2 separate regions of the Mus musculus genome follow, and region 2 is linked to region 1. A link is a contact called in public HiChIP or PLAC-seq data. All regions are on one chromosome and are shown on one strand. Each heading gives the region's core, a stretch centred on a gene start, on an enhancer-like site or on the middle of the called end of the contact. The rest is flanking DNA. Distances are from core to core; before and after follow the strand shown.

The links. HiChIP or PLAC-seq counts read pairs in DNA pulled down with a chosen protein or histone mark.
Region 2: an H3K27ac HiChIP or PLAC-seq map of microglia shows a contact between it and region 1, with 4 times the contacts expected there. The contact joins two enhancer-like sites. A contact is called at or near these places in 1 of 484 Hi-C or Micro-C datasets (liver) and 4 of 115 datasets of contacts at active chromatin or transcription factors (astrocytes, embryonic stem cells, large pre-B cells and 1 more).

The regions. Positions count from the first base shown.
Region 1 is chr6:28,619,278-28,625,402 of GRCm38.p6, reverse strand. All of the region lies in intron 10 of Snd1 (staphylococcal nuclease and tudor domain containing 1), which reads right to left. Among named protein-coding and RNA genes, the nearest start is that of Snd1, 140 kb to the right of the region's middle. Within about 2 kb of position 2,667, at least 65 of the 459 cell types and tissues checked have an H3K27ac peak or open chromatin away from gene starts, as enhancers often do. A contact at or near this core is called in microglia, where this site is marked.
Region 2 is chr6:28,877,016-28,883,140 of GRCm38.p6, reverse strand. It overlaps Snd1 (staphylococcal nuclease and tudor domain containing 1), which reads right to left. Exons shown (of 24, transcript NM_019776.2): 18 at 2,803-2,944. Among named protein-coding and RNA genes, the nearest start is that of Lrrc4, 48 kb to the right of the region's middle. Within about 2 kb of position 2,365, at least 10 of the 459 cell types and tissues checked have an H3K27ac peak or open chromatin away from gene starts, as enhancers often do. A contact at or near this core is called in microglia, where this site is marked.

The DNA of each region.
Region 1 (6,125 bases), core at 1,418-3,917:
ACAGTTGCTTCAAATACCCATCCTCTGCAAATAATAAGGAAGTCTTGAGGAAGGAGACAGGAGTAGGAATGGATAAAACTTAAGAGCTATGAGAACATTTTGGAAAAAGGCATTAACAGAATTTGACAACACAGTGGACAGAGAGGATAAAAGGATAGAAATCCAACCCAAAGTCACGATGACAGGACTAAGTGCAGAGCTGCCTGCTGTTGTGGGGAGTGAAAACATAGAGGATGGCCTTAAGAAATAGAGCGGATCCGGACAGTCTGACACAACTACTTAAGAAAGAGAGCATATCTGGAGAGTCTGATATGATGACTTCACATGAGGCATAAGCTCTGAATCAACAAAGACTCTAACTCTATAGGACCTCCTTACTAGATTATACCCTGATTAAGTATGCTAGAGGAACATGAATGTGTGTTAAGGGTCTCCAAGACCCATATAGTATCTGGGGTAAAGTATATGGAGGAGAAAAGCAGAAACTACCTCCTATCATATATGAAAGTCAGTGATTTCCATCTTCCATGGCTAGCTGGCTTAGTCCTGACTTTGCCATATATTCTCTATCTGACAAATTAAGATGTCTGTCTAATCTGTGTAACACTTAAGGAAGGTATTTGTAACTTCTTTTTTCTCTTAAACAGCTTTCAAGTTAGGAATCTTCATCATTATAATGCTACATTCAAAACTCTTCCTAAAGCCAATATTATGGAAGAGGGAAATGAAGTAGGTGTTTCCTCTCGGAGGCTGACTGAGCTGTGATGTACGGAATACATAATAAGGCATTTCAATTCAGTGCCATGGCCAAGAAGATCGCTTATGGGAATGGAAACAATTCTTTGCGTAACAAGGGATTCTGAGCTTTACATTCACCCCTCATGGCCATTTACCTCCTCTGTGAAATTAACAAAAAAAAAAAAAAAAAAAAAAAAAAAAAAAAAAAAAAGGAATTATTGTTCCACCATTCTCCCAGGAAGAGAAAACACATCTTTTCACAGATCACATGTAGGAATCTACTACATGAAGCAGAAAGAGCATGGGTATCCAAGCTCAGAACAAGGTACTGAGATATCAGAACCATTGTGTATGTTGAGGCATGTCGCTAAACATGGTAATACTACAGGAACAAGAGAAGAGCCAAACTGGAGGTGCATAGTGAGAGTGACACAGTCTACAAAAATGCTGGGTATTAAGAAAAAAATGGATGTAGATATTTTATAAATGTCCAGGAAGCTAGGTGCGATCAAGGGAACATACATTAAGACACTGTTAAGTAGAAGTAAACCATCCTTACTAGTTATAGAAGCTGAATCTAAGAAAACTCAACCGTCCCCTCCCCCCAGTTTAAAGAAAACACAAACAATTCCTGGCCAGGAGAGCCCTTCCTCCCGACACCTATCAGCTGTAACGACTCATGCTAGGGTGGGCTTCTTCATGGTGTGGTGAGCTTTGAGTCATCCGTGCCCCTATAAAGAACCCCATTCACTCTTGTAATTCCAGTGAACTTACTGGTTTGCCAAGATGATCTGTGCTGAGTCAATGTTTGCACCAAGGGTAAGAGATACCAGAAACAATCTAGAAAGAGTATCTGATGTCACTATGGCACAGGAAACTTTCTGACAGATTTCAGTTGCTAGTAATGGCAGGATTCTGCTTTGTTTCTCGGTAAGGAGGCTCAAAACCAAACAAAGCCTGGCACATGCCAGGAAAGCCCTCTACTGCTGAGCTACATCCCAGTTGAACAGGATTTTTAATACAGACAAAAAAATCAATGGTTATCAGAATCAGCCCTCAGGAATAAAAAGAACCAATAGACTCATACTCACCAAACAAGAAAGAAAAATCTATTTACAAAGAGTAGCAGTTTGATTACAGAAGCCGTAGTGAACAAAAATGTTTTAAATTAATTGAACAAAACAATGATGCTGACCACACACAGGTTTATGCCATGTCACAACACCTGAATTTCCCAGCCTTCCCTGCATACCCTACATGGGAAAATGAGAGTTGACTGAAACGCTAATACTGAAAATGGAAGGCAAGAGCTACCTTTCCAGAAGTATGCCAAGTAAGGACACAGAATGATACACACGTATGTGTGGTTATGTAAACAAGAATACTATCTGAAGACCCTCTTTCCAGGATGGACTGATACGAAATCCCCTCAGAAGATGGGAAGTGAGGACAGTGTATCAGCAGGCACCCAAATAACAACAAACTCAGAGTCTGACTGTGTGTCTCTCGGGAAGCCAGGAGGAACAGAAAGTACAAGTGAACACAGAGTGAGTGATCTTGCTACTCTAACCCTTCAGAGCCAGGAGCTATTGACATCTACAAACATCTTACAAGAGAGAGATTAGAAGTCCCAAAGAAGCCACAAAATAAAAGCAATTCTTCTAAATTACCAGGTCCATAAAAGCCTTTGAAATCTCAAAAGAGGCAATTGAGGTATGGAATGTATTCTGGGGAAGAGGAGAGCAGTTGAGTCCCTGCTAAAAGGAACTGTCTAGTTTAGATTCTAATTTACATGGAAATATTTTTTTCAAAATAAAAATAGAAGAGAATGCTTGCTTTATCTGGTGGGCGGATAATACACAAACCAATATGGGCTGTAATCACCGTTCCTCCTGAGAACTGACACTGCGTGCGGGCCCTGTAATGACTCACATTACAGCCGGAAGAGATAACTACAGTCATCCGTCCCTCTCCTTAAGAGAGAGCCCAATACTCACAACTCAGCATATGAGGACACAGCTGGCCTTTTGACAGGAAGCATTTTAGGCCAGTAGACAAAACTGAGAAGTGTTGGGTCAAAGATCTTTTGAAGAGCAAAAAGAGACTTCCTGTCAAATCCTTGCTTTCAGGCTTTTCCTAGTCTACCCTGAAAAGCTGTAGCCATAAGATATAACGACCCTGAGACAGTACAGTACTTCTTGAGGTTCAACAGACACAAATTATGGATCTGGGGATAAAGAAAAGGTGGCTAAGTATGTTCTAGTAAGACCTTTAAAGTTCTCTATCAAAAAGACAGAGCAAAGGAAAGGGGTAAAGGCAAGAATTACTGGGCAATAAGAAAATGAGGGTGGAGAGTTAGTCAGAGGAAGCTTAAGCAGGGCGCTGACATAATGTGCTTGTGGCAGGCTTCACACAAGTTACATCTTCTTAGAGATTCAAGAAACGGTCATCTGAAGACAGCTGAGGAGATCTAAGTGTGAGCCATGAGTGTGCCTCATGGTTCAAGACAAGATAAAGGACACTAGGCCCCAGAACAGAAGGCAGCAACAGAGGCGATAGGAAAGGCAGCTCATTTCCCAACTGCTCCTCACACAGTACTTCTTGAAGGGATGTGAGTAACATTACCCTGCTCTTTAGATGGAGGATTTCCACTGTAACAAGTGAAACGACATAAATTAGTAAATTAATACAGCGATCTAGGTAGAACATGATACTAGATTACAAAAGGGCGGTAGCAGTATCAAAGGCAGATACCAAACACAACAGGAAATGTCAAAGAAAGGAAAGAATCAAGGATGAATTGGAATTGAGCAAAGAATGAGCAGAGATCGTCAAAGAAAAGGGAAACCATAACTGCTTTGACTATGGAGAGAGGGCACAAGCAGAAGCTGAGCTTGAAAGCTTCAGCTGCTAAGATCTACATAAAGCTGACCAGGCAGCTGGACACACAGATAGGGAACTGGGCTGTGTATAAACTGGCTTACTAGTTAGTGTGAAAGCCACTGTGTGAGGTGATACCTGGGTTCACAGTCCGGGCCATGGTTATCTGTCTGGGATGACGAGTACTGAATGTGCAGTGCATAAGGAGAGAGAAGGAGCAGCCGTGAGCAGAGCAGAGGACACTAGAAGACTAGCTGAGCAGAAGGGTGATCGTCTGTATTAAGTACTGCAGTTAGCCAAGCAAGACAGGCCTGAAGGGCCAAACTCTCTCTCCAGCTAAGCATGGTCTAGGCAGCTATGCCCAATCTAAGAATAAGTATACAAGACACTAGGAAGAAAGCAAAAACATGAGTGAAGGGAAAACAGGCGTAAAGGATTCCTTCGAAAGGTGCTGAAAACCAGTCAAAAATAAGGTCACAGCTGCCAGGCGAATAGGGTTTCAGGAGTTTAGGTTTTAATTTCAGATGAGAGAAATGACAGACATAGTCAAGCAGTGACCAGATGAGTGACATCAGAAGAGAGGAAGTAACTACCCTTATATACCAATAGAACAATGGCTTTACACAGAGCACCCTATTACTGCTCAACATCTGTTAGATGCAGGGTTTTGTCAGGAGGAGGAACACAAGGTGTGGTGGAACTCATGCATGGCAAGAAACTGACAAATTAAAACAAACAAACAAAAAGGTGAAAGAACAGGCAGACTCTGTGTAGATACTTCACTAGTAACTCAGAATGGTAAGTTTAAGAAAAAAGAATAATATTACTAACAGTAACATTACAACAATCACTCTGACAAAAATACTTAAGACTTAAGAATGTGGGGAAATTGGAATGTCCTTTACCTACTGTTAGGAATATGAAACGTTACTCTCACACAGTGCTGAGCACTGATATTTGCTTGACACATTCCTCTAATTAATGAATGCTACTTACAGGTAAGTATGGACTCGCGGACCTAGAAAATTCTTACATAAGGTAGACAAGTATTACAGTGTCCATATTAACACTGTGTACAGTGTAGTTGTATAATGGAATACAGAACAATTAACTTGAATTAGGACAACATAACCATGGAATAAATTTGAAAATAATATTGAACAGAAGAAGAAAGTTCCAGAAAGACATAGTACAACTCTACAATATAGAATAAACAAAAAGAATATTATCTATTCATAGACACATGTCAGCCACAAAGCAAAACAACAAAAAAAACCAATCTCTCTCTCTCTCTCTCTCTCTCTCTCTCTCTCTCTCTCTCTCTCTCTCTCACACACACACACACACACACACACACACACACACATATGACCCATGGCTAATGGTTACCGATGCAGGAGAGAGGAAGATAAGGGCAGTAGACAAACAGGGTTAATGATGACTCCCAGGTCCAGGCACCTCCAAACACAAATGTAATATATGATATTAAGAAGCAAATGTGGGATAATGTTCAGGCTGGAAACAGAAGGCAGGTGCTGATTACCACTAAACCTAGTTGATCGCCTTCAGCCATTCCTCACCACGTCTTGTCCTTTTATTCCTGTGTGCATCAGACTAACTGGCTGTTATTCCCCTCACAGAGCATATATTATATTCTTCCCTATCACAAAGGGAGAAAAGACAGCCCAGCAAAGATGTGGCTTTCCATGATGCAGAGGGATTATTTAACTACAAAATGTGCTATGAGATAAACAGGGTCAATAAGAAGTTTGACTTTTGTCTTAAAAATGAAACAAACTATAATATATTAATTAATGTAGCCAAGCAGAATTATACTCTGTGATGATCTTAAAACTGACTGCTGAATTAAAATAAGAACAGACATGCTCAGACTTAAATGTATAAAATTTCAAACAGTAAATAATGGACCAGTCCCAGTAGCTCTGCCTTACATGGCATTTTAATAAACAAAGGCTGCAATTTCCATTTGAATTATAGACTTAAAATAGGAACAGTATCACATGCCCTCCGCATATTTACAATCAAGGACCTTTCAATTCCCTTGGCAGCCAGGAGACAGGATCCAAAAGGATATCCACTAGTTTGTAGTCCTGAACACACAGAGCAGCACATTTCTATTTATTTATTAAAAGTGTCTGCTAAGCACAAAGCTTAGCACAGCACAGGGGAAGCTTCACCTTGTAGCCATCTTGGCCAAATGGGCAATACCTAAGTATTTCTGCAGGAGTGTGCACAAACTGCGCATTCTCAAACCACGCCCAGGAGTAGTTGCTGTGGCGGTAGGGAGAGGTGTCAGCTTTATTTCTTAACTAGCTCTATGTATATTTCCCATTTAAAACACACCTTAAGAATAAACAAGTCTACTAGAAAGGCACAGACAGATATGGGTAAGTACTAAATTACAATCTAATACTGCTCTTACATATTCCGGGGAGAAACAGAAAAAAGGTTCACAAGCCACAACTGAAAATGTTGGGGAGAAGTAA
Region 2 (6,125 bases), core at 1,116-3,615, 260 kb before region 1:
TTCTTTGTGGCTCTCACTCAAGAGGCTTCATGGCAGCCATATTCAAAAGCAAACTTGGTGACCTGCTAATACCAGGGTCTTGCATGCACTGTACTGGCCATGTTCTAATGCACTAGCCATGGCTAAAGGAGCCCTGGGGAATTGCCTGGGCCTTCCAAATTCTTTTTCAAGTAGTGGGGATGGCGCACAGGGCCTGTGCATGCTAGGGAACTATCCTACTGCTGAGGTACATTTCTTGTGGCTAGGTCTTGACTGAGAAGGTAGGAAGGAAAATAGATACTGAGCAAGGCAGAATAGCTTCTAGAACAGGGCTGGGACTCTGGACCCCATGATTAGCAGGAGCCGATCTGCCCAATGTCTCTTGGGGGCAAAAAGATGGATCACTTACAACCACAGACAGGAAAGGACCTCAGAGTCAGAGCCTTGAAAGATGGCAAGTAATTCTGAGTGGGGCCCAGAGGCTCTACCTACTCACAGGCACTCTGACCCCTGTCACCCTGTGAAATTCATGTGGAACAGCACTTCCAGGTGCTGCCAGGCCAGGGCCCTCTCAGTGCCTGCTCTCCTGCCTGGTCTCCCTGGCTGAGGGTTGTAGCCCTTGTTACTTCCCTATAGCTACGTGACCAGCCCTGGCAGTTCCTGAGGTCACCTCCCTTCTCTGGCTCCGTCCTGCAGTGGCCTTCTTCCCTAGCCCGGCTTTGCTGGGCATCAGCTCCCTGTGGCCTGTCCTTTCATGGCCCTTCTGACCCAGATGCTACTTCAGCCTCACAGCCTCTTTGCTCTCTTCTGCCTCATAGGTGAGAACAGGGCTGGTGATGTATAGTCTATGTGTGGTATTCTTCTCTCCCTTCAGGGCTGAGGCCACACTGTAACAGGTTAAACTTGCCACCATCCACTGTCTAAGTTCCTTGTCTGTGTTTATGTTTTTGTCATTACACTGTGAGCTCCTTCAGGGCACAGACCATAGCTCACTTGATTGTTTACTTGCACAGGTCTGGTAGGATCCCCAGTGCATGCAGGGTGCTTAATAATTCAACCACCCTGAAATGATCTCTGCATATGCAACACATGTCATCTTCCTGGGCTGCTGTGCACCCACGGTCCTGGCACTCAGTCAACTGAGTGTGAGGCCTCTGGGCTCCTCCAGAGTGCTCCCTGCCCAGATACCCAAGCTCTAGGCACTGGGAAGCAGCCTTTACATTGACAGGTTTGAATTCGGTCTACTTTTAGTTTATTGGATTTTTAGGTTCCCAGGCAACAGAAAGAAAGAGGCTCATGCCTCCTGCCAGCAGCCACAGCCTCCTGGAGGTCCTTATATAGGGTCTGCCTGGCCACCTGCAGTTAATGTTTCTATCAGTTCCTGTGTGAAGATGGGCTTTAATAGAAAGAGGGGCAGGCAGGGTGAGAGGATGTGCCTTGAGGAGTCCCAAGGTTCAAAGAGGGAGGCTAAAGACCCTGGGCTTATTTTCATGGATTGAACAGAGCCACCTGAGGGTTGCAGCCTCCTGGTACTGTTAGAAGCCAGTGACAACATTCTAGGAATGCTAGCTTTCTATGGGCCTCTTTCTTTCCCATTTCTTCCCTGGACTCCACTCTCTCCAAGTATCTTGGCTTTCTGAGCAGCCAGAGACAGCCTGATAGGGTTCCCTGATGAGGGAGTCAGGCAGGAAATGTGTACCCTCAAGCTCTGCCTCTGAACGCAGTGGGGCCAGTTAAGGAGGTCCTTCTAGGTGGGGCCTGTGGGTGGATCTTGTCCCTGGGCAATCCTCTCTCAGGCTTTCCAATGGCCACTGTAGCTGTTCTTGCGGTCACCCACAGACCTAATGTCTACTTAGACGCTGTGAGGTAACACGCCTTTTCCATCAGGCAGCCCAGTCCGGAAAGCTGGTTGCCTTCAGGAGAAGTGAGTCCCCTTATCAACCTTCCCCCTCCTCCTTTTCTCTTCCCAAGCAGAGCCTACACAGGATAAGGAAGAGAGAAGTTTTCCTGGTGAAATGACAGCACCACAAAGCAGCTGCTTGGGAAATATCATTAGAGGGGAAGTGGCTGAGACAGGCTGCTGGCAACTTGGAGAAGGCTTGGAGGCAGAATTGAGGAAGCTAGGCAAAAACCATATCCTGCCATTCCTGGGGCTGCCCATATCTGCATATCCCTCGGTTGGGATTTGGCTCCTTGGACCCAAAGGTCTAAGAGCTTGACCCTTTCTTCCCAACAAAACTGCTTCTTGCCTAGAGCAGATTGAAGAGGAAGGAGGTCAGGGGAAGGAAGAGTGGCTGCCGCTAGAACGGTCTCTACTGAGATGGCCATCGGGTGGTGGACTGAGCATAGGAGAAAGGAGAAGGTCCTTCACAAAGAATGCCAGGGGATAGCTTCCCCTAGAGACTGCTTGTTGTCATGGAAACTGGCCACTACAATTCTACACTAACCAACCTCTGTAGGAGAAACCACCTCAAGGAGAGGGACAAGCTTGTACCCTTCTGGTCCTCTGTAAGAAGAGGGCCCCCTGATCATATCAGACAATCTGCTCCATGATTCCTGACACACTTAGGCAACAAATCCTCACGCTCAGGGCTGCCAGGGGTGTCTGAGAGGAAAACCATTACCTAAGAGTCTCAGAGAACCACCCAGATGAATCTATAATGCCACCTGTCCTCAGAGGACCTGCTTGGCCTGCCACATGTCCACTCCAGGGCTCACTTGTGGGTAGCAGAGGTGACATAGTCCCAGTGCGATGGAGGCAGGGGCAGTAGCAGTTGTAAGTTCCGTGGGGGATCTGTGAGGGGGCAGCACACAGGCACTCACCAGTCTCCACATCTTGCACATAGAAGTGCAGGTCATCTGTGATCTCGGTCACAAACACCGGCTTGTAGCTGGCAGAGCGCTCCTTCTCCTCCAGCACAGGCATGACCTCCTCCACAGGCCGCTCCTCATAGTGGGCCCAGACCTGCAGGTGCGGTAGTGAAGACAGGGTAGCTGAGGGGGACATCGCTGAGGACCCCCAACCAGGGGCTTTGGGTAAATAGGTGTTGCCCTTGGGTAAGTCTGGGGTCACTGCAGGGCTGATTCTGAGCAGGAAAGCTGGAGTCTCTGAAGTTCCAGGTTAGAGGGTCATGATTCTGACAGATATCAAACTGGAAGCTTATTTAAAAACAGGCTCCAGGATCTCACCCCAGGCTTATTAAATTAGAATCAAACCGAGTTCCAGGTGATCCCAGGAGTAGAGTGTAAGGATCCCACCAGTGAGCTGCCTTGGCTTTGGGCAGTCTGCTCAGTCCCTCTAGTTTCAAACCTCCACCTCCCTTCCCACAGTGCTCTGCAAGGTCACTCTGCAGGTCATTTCTATGGCCACTCCTGTTCCTGAGGCACTCCTAGTTGCAGCTGGGAATGGGGGACTTGGCTCTGTGAAGAACTGTTTTTCTTGTGCTCTGGATTCCTCACCTCCAGCAGGTTGCTCTGACCTCAGCTCAGAGGCTGGGCCACCCTCTCCACACTTCCCTCTCTTCTTGCCTGCCTGCCTTCCTTCCTTCCTTCCTTCCTTCCTTCCTTCCTTCCTTCCCCATGCCCTGTGCCAGAGCTGCAGCAGCTCAGAAGTTGATTCGACGTGACAACGCGTCAAGTCCAATCCTGCGGCCAGGAGATTAGCCAAGTAGTGAGGCCTGTCAGCGCAGGGGAGGGAGGTGGCTCTCCAGCTGAGTAGCAGGAAGTGGATGGGGAGGCAGGAGACAGGACCACACATGGCATCATGAAGACGTGTACAGAGGAAGAGGATGATATTAGCCTGAAACCTTCTTGCTCACCAGTGCCACGAACCTTCTAAACACTCTCTAGGTATCAATCCAGTTGAGCCTTACAACAACCTTTTTGAATGAGTATAACACTATTCCTCTTTTGCAAATGGGGAAACTGAGGTACACAGGTGTGCAGTCAGAAGTAGGCCCTTGGTGATGGTTGGGTGTCTGGAGGCAAGAGGCAGCACAGGGGGGCTCTGGGGAAGGCTTAGCGGCATGCACATTTACCCTTTACCTCGTGTTGACTTTAACAAGTGATCCCTGGGTCTACTTCCTTTGATTAGAACATTAACATCTAGTCACTGACATTCTCAGCTAATGAGCAGGTTCTTGGGTGGCCCCTGGAAGGAGCTGAAAGGCAGGCATGCTACAATTATGGAACCTCCTTGAGTCACCCCAGGCTTACACTTCTGCCTTTCTACCAAAAGGAGAGGCAAGAGTTTAGGGGCTATCGAAGGGAATGGCTAAACCTAGGCCTAAGTTTTCCATCATTCCACATAGAGAAAGAAGTGCCTTTCACAATGCCACGTGTAGGGCTTACTCTGGCTAGGTTCTAGCTGCTAACATCTGTCTCCATCACTACTACTGTCGTTCTCATTCCATCACCCAGGGACTTAAGACATGCACCAGCACCAGCACCAGCCCTGGTTGGCCAGGAGAAGCAGCCAGTGGGTGCTAATGCCCACTGTCTTCACTAACACCTCAAGTTAGTCAAGTTCCCTATGACAGGACAGGACAGTCATGGAAGCTTTCAAACAAGGCCTTCAGGTCTTTCCTCTAGGCTTCTCTGGCTGGAATGGGTCAGCTTAGGCAGTCATTCTTATCGACTGGGCTCTTGGAACTCCACAGATCAATAGGACTCACACAGCCTCTAAGACAAGCCTGTCATCACTGCCTTAAATGGGCTGAGCCACTGCCAGCCACCTCTCTGACCCAGGAGTCTTCTCCTTCCTGCCAGCACCCATGCTTCTCACCCTCGATCTCTCAGCACCCTGGTGCATGCCTGCTTGGGTTATCTGCAGTGGCTCTTTCCTCCCCTCCCTGCTCTGCCTACTCCTCTAGCTGCCTCTTTCCAGGCTTGCAGCTTGGTAAAGAGACGAGGCCTCAGTGCTGGCTGATGGAGAGGATCTGAGAGCCATTCAGAGACCAACCCTCCCCCACCCTACTTCCTGGGCTGTGGCTGCTGGGGAGGGCTCTCCTCAGCTGCGTTGATGAATCTGGAGCTGACTGACAGGGTGAGAGCAGAAACTGCTAATGAGTCCTCAAGTGAAAGAGCCCTAGGCGACAGCACCGGGTTCCCTCCCTGGGGAGAGGGGGCGGAGCTTTGTTCATCTCAGGCTCAGGGGGGTAACAGGCTGAGGTCACCAATGATGCAAATGAAAGTCTGACAGATCCCTCCCCCTCCAACCCCAGGTCGGATAGCTCACCTGGCAGAGGGAGTACATACTGCCACCTGGGATGAGAAGACAATGAAAACAAGGTGCCTAGCTGGCTCCTATGGAGTGGCAGGTGCTGTGGGCTGCTGAGAATCAGGGCTAGAAGAGGGAGAGCTGCTCCTCAGGGAAGGAACCTTGAGTCTAAGTGAGAATTCAGCTCTTTGGATTTGGCTCTTTGGTTCCTTGTTTTTTTGGGAGGGAGAGGGGGCAGCTAAGCTATTCCTTGGGACTTGGTGCCCAGTGGTCCTGGGCATGCTGGCAAATGCAGCGTATCTTTTTGGCGTGATGGAACCAGTTCTCTAGGATGGGTGTGGTCCTCATCCTTAGAACACACCTCTATTGACTGATAATGCTCTTGTGTAGAACAAGCTCATGAGGAAAGACAGACAGACAGACAGACAGACAGACACACTGGAAAGGCCCCTTGGCAGACAGGTGCTATTTGCCCACAGCCTCAGGAAGCTTCTGAGCTCACATCCCTGCTATGTTCTTGTTTGAGGGAATCTTTGGGGTGGATGCTGCTTTTCCTGGACCCATGCGAGCTGACTAGGAAAATTCAAAGGTCTTTTCTAGAAGGAGCAGTAAGTGTACAGAGTCACTCCCAGGTTCTTGGCAGAGGGAGGGAGGGGCTGGGAAAGACCCCTTATGGCCAAGGAGCTATGAATCTTGGCTCAGCAGCAGGGCCTAGGCACATGAGGAGCCTGGTAATTAGTTTCCCCTGATCTTGGGTCACTTGTGAGTGCATTTGTGTGGTGATGTCTTCTTGAACTCGGATGGTGGCCAGGCTAAAGAAAGATTCTCTTCTGCTGCAAAGCTGGGGGCACGGTGGATCTGTCTTGGGGCAAGGCACTGCTGAGACCCTTCACAGCTCTAGCTACAGACTTCCACCCTTCCCTCCTCT